Linked DNA regions of Mus musculus: region 1 is linked to region 2. Evidence: chromatin contacts called from public HiChIP or PLAC-seq data. All regions are on one chromosome and are shown on one strand. The core of a region is the stretch at or near the end of the contact, and the rest is flanking DNA. Distances in the headings are between cores, read along the strand shown.

Region 1 (4,426 bases), core at 1,804-4,303, 1.6 Mb after region 2:
CATAAACCAAATGGGTACAACCTCTATCACCAAAAAAGATAAAACAAAACTCTCTAAGGCTGGGCACCACAGCAAACACCTTGAAGTCAAGGCCAGGCTCCTCTACAGTCCTGATTCTAGGCCAGCCAGGGCTACACATAGTTGAGACCCTGTCTCAGAAACAATAGCAGTGCACAACAAAAACTCTTCTCTATACAGGTAGCCTATACACAGAGCAAGGACATCATAAAGTAGCCCAAAATTTTTGTATCATCTATGTCAAGTAGTAACTACATAATGTCAAACAAATAAATACACTTACCTGAGGGACTTGGAGCAGGTCTCTGTAATGGTGGCCTAAAACCTGGTGCTTTGGAAGTATCTGACTGATGTAAAGGATCTGAATTTGGCAAATACGAGGATTTTCCTGACAGCATAGATTCTGGTGTTGACTGAGATGAAACAACAGGTCCTCCCCAGAAGGCATGAGCATTAGTAGGGTTGTTTTCAAACAATGTGCTAAAGGGCCCAAATGGTAATGGGGCACTGAAGTTGGGAGCAACAGGCTTATTTGCTGGATGTACTGAATTCTGACAAGCACTTTGTGTACTTAAGGTCGAAGGTAGCTGGACAGAGGAGGGGACACTATGAGGTCTTTTAATGTGATTGACATTGAGGACTGAAGCAGATGAACTCTGCACTGGAGCTGGAGTCTTGTGAGGGGCAGCTGTGGCATGAGAGGGTGGTCTAATAGCAGGGGCTTCCATTTTAGGAGGCTGGGAGCATCCCATTTGTGTCTGAGGCATAGGGTACGTCACAGGCGCAGTAGAAGGCACCGCCACTGGAGCAGAACTTGTTGCTGTAGGAGGAACAGTCATTCTCACATCCGGGGAAGGAACCTGAGACTGCTGAAGAGGGGGTCTTGGCTCCTGAGGAACAGATCCCGGAGGCTGCTGCTGAGTGGAATGACCTGATGAGCTCCCAGAAGAACTGCTGCTGTGTGGGGGTCTGCTATTTGCAGGTTCTACTACTGGTGGACTGCTTGCTTCCTGTTCGGAAGCAGATGCCCCTTTATTTGGGGATGCTGATCCACAATCCAAAGGGCTGTTTCTAGAAACCCCTCCTGGCTGGGCTGGTGGTGATGGGGAAGATGGGGATGATACTGGATAGTGTTCTTTGGCAGTAGGCATAGGATATGTGGCGTTTGTGGGTGCGGTGCTGTTGTTGCTTGCTGTAGTTGTGACTGTTGTGGTTGTGGCATTGGATGTCTTCACAACTGTGACAAAAAGCTGCCTTCTGACTGAAGGAGAACTTGGACTGCCATTTGAAGTTGTACCAGGCACCGCTGAAGCTGATGAACTGGCTGTAGTTGTTGGACTTGAAGTTAGAGAACCTGCTGAATTCACCTGAGAACCACTGCTATTCTGATTGCTATGGCGAGGCACCATGTGAGGCTTAGGCGAGTTAGTAGCTCTGGCAGGGCTCAAAGGCCTGACAGGAAAAGGACCCCAAGTGGACTGAGCTGGTGGGAAAGTACCTCCAAAGTGGGTCATGGGCAACCGTGGTGGACGGATCTGCTGGAAAGTCTGAGCAGCAAGCAAAGCGTGTGCAAACTGTGGAGGAGGATATGCTAATGGAAGAGAAACTGGAAACCCAGGCCTCACATTATTCACAGGGTTCTTAATGGTTTTGTGAGTGGATGCAGAAGAGATGGCAGGAACGGTGAGTGCAGTGGCAGTCTGAGATGTCGACGACAGAGCTACAGTTGTCATTTTGATCCCCATTAAGGAACTGTTAGCAGCAGTGGTGGTAGGTGCTGAGGACCCGATTTTGGAATTTGCTGTGGAGCTTTTCAAACGATTCTTTGGAATAAGTTCATCAATTTCTTTGTCTGGATCCTTGATCAAAGCATTGATCAACTGAGTTGCTTGTCTTGTTGATTCAGTGCCACCCCTGCATGTTGATCAACAGATAAAAAAATGGCCCCCAAATTAGCCTTAATTTCACTACTTTCTAGTAGTACAGTCTATCATTCTCATGTAGACATTTACATGTATGCATGTATAAACACACATTAAACAGGTAAACCAAACACACACACACACACACACACACACACACACACACACACACACCCCTTAAGTGACTTAAAAAAAAGATTATGTCCACATGTATAACTGTTTAGACAGTTGTAAGCCACCAAGTAAGTGTTGGAAACCATGTCTTCTATAAGAGCAGTAAGTGCTCTTAACTCCTAAGCCACTGTCCCAGCCTCTATTTTATTTTTAAAGAAAAAAAAATCTTCCCATTGTTTCCTTAGACTAAAATGTTATTTCTCCTATTGTAACATGATTTATCATTAGGAAACAGATTATACATAAAAGCTTGTGTGGCCTACAATAATATTTTGAAGATAAATATACGGTCAATAACTAGAACTGGTACTCAATGCCAATAGTACCAGCAGAAGAATGATCTGTGAGTTCCAGGCCAGCCTGAGTTACTTACTGAGAGCAGGCCTTAAAAGAAAAAGGGGAAAAGAAGGTAAGCCTAGAGTGTTGGTGCAAGACTTTAATCTTAACACTTAAGACATAGCCTAGTAAAGAGTTACATAGAAAGCCTGCCTCAAAAAGGGTGATGAATATTTAAAACAATCTTATTAAAAAGTTGGAATTGGCCGGGCAGTGGTGGCGCACATCTTTAATCCCAGCACTTGGGAGGCAGAGGCAGGCGGATTTCTGAGTTCAAGGCCAGCCTAGTCTACAGAGTGAGTTCCAGGACAGCCAGGGCTACACAGAGAAACCCGGTCTCAAAAACAAAAAAAAAAAAAAAAAAAAAAAAGTTGGAATTGTAGCTCATTGGTGAGAATTTACATTCAATTTTTAACACTGTAAAATCAAAAAACAAAACACCAATGTTCAAGTAAACATGAAACACTTTACAACTAAGCAAGGGAAGAGGATTTGGTCGTTGATCTTAGTATCTGAGATAAGTTTACTGCCTAAATGGCTTCCCTATGAACAGCATTGGAGGACAACCTCTCAAAACAAGTGAGGAATTCTAACAATGCCAGCAACAACAATGACAGCAAACTAGAACGTTGGCTCTTCAGGAAAACGCCCGATTTAAGTTTACATATGGAAACCTCAAGAACAAATGACCCAGAAAGGGTATTTACTTGCCTTTCCTCTGGATTCTGCAAGTTAATCTAGCAGAGGAAAAGGTGAAAATGAAATGGATTAAATGTCTCCCTACTTTAAAGAAAAAAAAACCTGTAAGTCCTAGTATACACTCAGTTGAAAACCCACTTTTCCTTCCCTCCCTCCCTCCCTTTTTCTTTCTCTCTCTCTCTTTCCTTCTCTCTCTCTCTCTCTCTCTCTTAAATAATTTATTACTTTTTATTTTATGGGCATTGGTGTTTTGCCTGCATGTCTGGATACCCTGGAACTGGAGTTATAGACAGTTGTGAGCTGCCGTGTGGGTGAGGGGAATCGAAACCTAGTTCTCTGGAAGAGCAGTCAGTGTTTTTAGCTGCTGGGCCATCTCTCCTCCGACCCTACCCTGAGAACCCGCTTTTCAAAATGTACTTATACTATAGCTATTTTAAGTACAGCTTTTGCATCCTTATAATGTCGTAAACTGTCATCTTTATTCTTGGAGTATTTCAGCAGACACACTTGTTGAGTTTTCAGGTTAAATATTTACACTGCCACTACTGATTATGTTACATTAATAAGTTCAAATTCTAAGGATATCATTTCACAACAAAAATCTATAAAGTAATTGAGAGAAAATAACTCCCTGCTTTAAAATGTGTAAGAAATTTATTACTCAAGAATCTAGACAAATTTTTAACTATCTCAAATTTTTATAACATTATTTAAAACATATCATAAGAATGTATTCATTAGAAAAAATCCTGAGAATAATATTCCCAAAGACTCATACTTTGGGGGATGGGATGTGTATGTGGGGGATAAGGTCTCCCTACAGAGCTCTGGCTGTCCTGGAAATCATTATAAAGTCCAGGCTGGCCTTAAACTTAGAGTTCTGTCAGCCTGCCTCTGCTGAGATTAAATACCTGTATTACAACTCTTCTAAAACTATAATCTTTTAAATACATAAAGGCTGAGGAGATGCCAGTGATGGTTTGTTTATGCTTGGCCCAGGGAGTGGCATTATTTGGAGGTGTGGCCTGATTGGAGTAGGCGTGTCACTGTGGGTGTGGGCTATGACCCTCACTGAGCTGCCTAGAAGCCAGTATTCTGCTAGCAGCCTTCAGATAAAGAAACAGGACTCCCAGCAATGCCTGCAAATGCCGGCCTGGATGCCACCATGTTCCCGCCATGATGATAATGGACTGAATGGACCTCTGAACCTGTAAGCCAGTTACATGTTGTTCTTATAAGAGTTGCCTTGGTCGTGGTGTCTGTTCACAGCAGTAAAA
Region 2 (4,170 bases), core at 501-3,000:
ATAGGACATTACAATTTGGGAGGGGAGGGGAAGTGTTAGCATGTGAAAAACAGCAAACACATTTGCCCAAACTGGACAGTAAAATGAAGAGCCAAAGGCAAAAGGCACAGCAGCTGGCTATTTTGTGTTGGGCTCTATGAAGGGATACTTCACTTTGTAGGCAAAGGAAGTTAATAAAAAGGCATTGGGACATGGGTAAACGCCTTGAAAAGACTAATGTAAGAGAAAGTGGATAAGGGAAAAAAACAGAAAAGGCAACAGCAGAGACAGGCGCGGCAGGGGGCTCAAACTGCTACTTTCTGTTTCCCCAGAATTCCATAAACATCTTTACAAAATAAATAAGTAAATAAATAAATAAATAGTGCAGCAGAAAGTATTGGGCCGGGATTCAAATCAATTAGCTCAGCTACTGGCAGACATCAGCCATGCAGATGAACCACCCAGATATCACTAATTCAAGCAGACGCAAAACTAAATTAAGATAAACATGGCCAGTGGCGTTACCAGGTTAGGTAGACACTTCCCAGATGCCACATAAACCGCAAAAGAGAAATGTCCCACATATACAGAGGACCAAATATTTGCAATATGAATTCTTACAATGTCTTTCTGAAAAGACGGGAAACAAGGGAAAAGATCGTGGAGTGACAACCGAAGCCCCCAAGTCCTCACCCACGGACGCCCCCGCCCCACACACACACGTTCTCTCCCAGTTTCCCACGGTCTCCCCACAGCTCTCCGCGTCCGCAGAGCCCCGCTGCACCAAAGGTCCTTCTGTCAAGGCGAGTGGACTTGCAGAGGTGACCTTCAGTCAGGTGGACCGCCCGCCTCTCCCCGCGGACAAGGGAGAGGGACGCGCGGGGGCTGTCCCAGGCTAGCCCACGCTCCCGTGCGCGCGGGGCTGCGCGTCGGTGGCCGGCCGAGGAGGCCCGAGCCGCCCGGCCTACCGCTCCCACCGCACGCACGGCCGGCCCCGACCCTCCGCGGGCTCTGGCCGCTCAGCTTCACCTCCAGCGGGCATAAGGCTAGGGGGGAGTCGGGGTGGGGGGCGTCGGCGGCGCCCCCAAAACCTACCATGGGCCCGGCGGGAAACAAGGCCTCTACATTCACCCCAGCCACACTTACACTGCCCAACCGCCCAGACTCGGAGGGAACAAAACAAGAAGAGCCGGGGCCGTGAGAGCGTCCCTTGTTCCCGTGCCCAATAGGAGGACGGAGCGGGAGGGAGGCGGGGGTGCGGTGCGTGCCGCGGATCCCCGGGCGCGCACGCGGGGCGCTCGCGGACAGACCGACGCGGGCGCGCGGCCGCCGAGGGTCCCGCGCGCGGCGCCACGTACCTGACTGTAACCCCGCGCCGGGCCCGCGGCGGCTGCCAGCGATCGCGGAAACAGCGGGGCGCGCAGGGCCGAGTAGGACGCGGCGGCGGCCGCGGCGGCGGAGGGACGGGCAGGGATGGGACCCGCCAGCCTCCCGGCGGCCGCAGGCCCGAGCTGCAGGCCCCGCGTCTGCGAAGCGGCGGCCGCGGCGGCCCCGAGGAGTAGCAGCAGGCGGCGGCGGCCAGAGACGCCCGACGGGAAGGTGCCGGCGGCGGAGTAGAAAGGCAGGCAGGCGGCGCCGGTCCGCCGGCAGCTGCTGCAGTTGCAGCCGCAGCCCCGGAGCAACGCGCCTAGCACCCAGCGCGTCCCGGCCATCGGCTCCGGAGGCGGCGCGGGGCCTGGAGGTGGCCGCTGTGGCGCGAGCGGAGGGGAAGTGGAATCCAGGGCGGGGGAGGGGGCACCGGGCACATGCGCCGCGCGCACCCGGGGCTGAGACGAGGCTCGGAGGCGGAGGTGAGCGAGCGGCCCCGCCCAGGCTCCGCCCTCGGGGCGGGGCTTTCCCGCCGGTAAGGGTGTGGGTGGGGTGACCTGAGCGCCTCCAGAGTGGAAGTTGTCCCAGGCTCTCCTGCTCAGGTTAGAGCTGAGGTCTGCGGGTCACCGAGGCCCGGCGAAGTTTCCGGAAGGAATGGGTTACCTAGCTCTAAAACGTTTTGGGACGACGCTGAGGGGGCGTTGATACCCCAACCTCAAAATTCGTGCAGAAGGCCAACTTTGTTTTGAACGGAAGCACTGATTTTATAGTATATGTGAGATATGTATATAATATTTATCATATATTATATAAAATAAAGCCTTCCTTAGACAATATAGTCACAAGTGAAGGTGTAGAGATTTGCAAATAAATACATGAGTGGTTGTGCAGTTTTCTCCTATGTGGCAAGGACCTGTCAAAGGTAAAAAAATAAAAATAAAAAACTAAAGACAAATGGGAGTTCTTAGAGTAAAAATATGAAGGAGAGGCTGATTGGTTGTGGCGGGGGTGGGGTTAGGAGGCATCTCTGTGACTGGGTAGTGTAGTTCCGTGGCAGGGTAATCGCTTAGATCACCCCAACCTCCTCGTGGGGGTGAGGAGACCAATATAGGGCTCTCTATCGTGGAAAATCTTAACATATTTCAAAGTTTTTGAAATTCAATTCTTGTTCAACTTCCAGAAGTAAAGAAACCGCCTACATTTTCCACTGTTTCACCTTTATCCCAGTGCCAGCTCTAAAACTTTTTTTTTTAAGTTAACTATGTAATGGCAGTCATCCTATGGTATTCATCTTAAAACAATACGGACTTTTTTATTATTAGTTTAATGTATTAATATATGGGTGTGGCCACGGAGACCAGACAAGGGCATCGGATCCCCTGGCCCTGGAGTTAGAGACAGCAGTGAGCCATCATGCAGGTGGTGGGAGTTGAACCTGGGTCCTCTGAAAGAGCAGCCAGCACTCTAGACCCATAAGCCATCTCTCCAGCCCCAGTACAGACTTTTGAAAGGTTACGTTCTGATAAGTTACCTTTGAGACATTTAAGATGGTTGGGCTTAAACTTTGGCTTGTTTACTCTGGACTCCTTTTAGATTTAAGAAAACCAGGTATTTCACAAATGAAAACATATTTCTGTCCAAGAAGGAAAGAATAGAAAACCTGACCGGCTTGTTCCTTTTATACCCGAGATGTGTAGAAGAGGTTCTTCCTCTTTTCTTCGGTGAGACACAAACCCTAAAGCAGTGGCTGGCAACCTTCCGAATGCTACATCTTTACAACAGCTCATCTTGTGGTGCGCCCCCCCCCCAACCATAAAAGTATTTTCATTGCTACTTCATAATTGCAATTTTGCTGCTGTTGTGAATTGTAAATATCTGTCTTTTTTCCATGGTCTTAGTTGGCACCTGAGGAGCAGATCTCAACCCACAGGTTGAGAACCTCTGCCCTAGAGGTTTTTCTTTTCCTGTCAGGCTGGGGACCAGAGATGCCTCCCGAACCCTCCGTAAGACGTTTTCCACTGAGCTATACATTCCCAGCCTGGTTCTATTAAACGTTTCTCTTTTGTATTGCATCTGTGTGTTTATCGTGGGTCCCCAGGCCCACAGTGCTGTGGCAAGTGCTCTGTCCCTCCTTCCATGTGGATCTCAGGCTTGGCAGTAAGTGCTTTACCCACTCAGTCATCTCAACAGACCCTACGCTTTGCTTTCAGGAGAGAAAATGGGCTATCCCTTCGTTGCTGATTATCCCAGAACACAAACTTGTAGAATTATTGCAGATTCTGCTCCTATTACATTCCCTTGCTGCTTGTGTGTGTGCTGTGGAGGCCAGAGGTCCACATCAGATGTCTTCCTCCGTCACTCTCTACCTTGTTTTTGGACAGTCATCACTGAACCCGGAGCTCACTCTTTCCACGGACCCGCCTGTCCAGAGACACTCCCCAGAGTCCCTCTACCTCCTCAGCACTGAGTTTAGAGATACAGACTGATGCACCAGGCTTTAAAAAAAAAAAATAGTTGCAGCAACCATTCAAAATGTATAAATCAAAATACTAAAACCCTAAATTACTAAAATACATAGACAGGTTTGTATACTGCTTGTAAGGGTTTTGTTTTGTTTTGTACCCCTGGGTGTTTTGGAACTCATTGTGTAGACCAGACTAGTATCCAACTCACAAGAAATCCCCTGCCTCTGCATCCTAATTGAAGGCATGGGCCACCACACCCAGCCTACCTTTTAGCATTTAATCAGTAATAAAACCAAGGATCCAAATAGAAAGCCTTTTCGCTTAGAGGAAGTTGGGAGGATTATAAAGGAAAGAAGCT

What was found. HiChIP or PLAC-seq counts read pairs in DNA pulled down with a chosen protein or histone mark.
Region 1: a contact with region 2 is called in an H3K27ac HiChIP or PLAC-seq map of embryonic stem cells, with 10 times the contacts expected there. The contact joins the enhancer-like site here to the promoter of Grsf1 in region 2. A contact is called at or near these places in 2 of 39 promoter capture datasets (embryonic stem cells and hippocampal neurons) and 4 of 115 datasets of contacts at active chromatin or transcription factors (embryonic forebrain, embryonic stem cells and forebrain).

What each region holds. Positions count from the first base shown.
Region 1 is chr5:90,242,563-90,246,988 of GRCm38.p6, forward strand. Ankrd17 (ankyrin repeat domain 17) reads right to left here. Exons shown (of 34, transcript NM_030886.2): 29 at 302-1,932. Among named protein-coding and RNA genes, the nearest start is that of Cox18, 21 kb to the left of the region's middle. Within about 2 kb of position 3,054, at least 20 of the 459 cell types and tissues checked have an H3K27ac peak or open chromatin away from gene starts, as enhancers often do. A contact at or near this core is called in embryonic stem cells, where this site is marked.
Region 2 is chr5:88,674,421-88,678,590 of GRCm38.p6, forward strand. Grsf1 (G-rich RNA sequence binding factor 1) reads right to left here and starts at 1,751. Exons shown (of 10, transcript NM_178700.5): 1 at 1,338-1,751. The coding sequence starts at 1,691.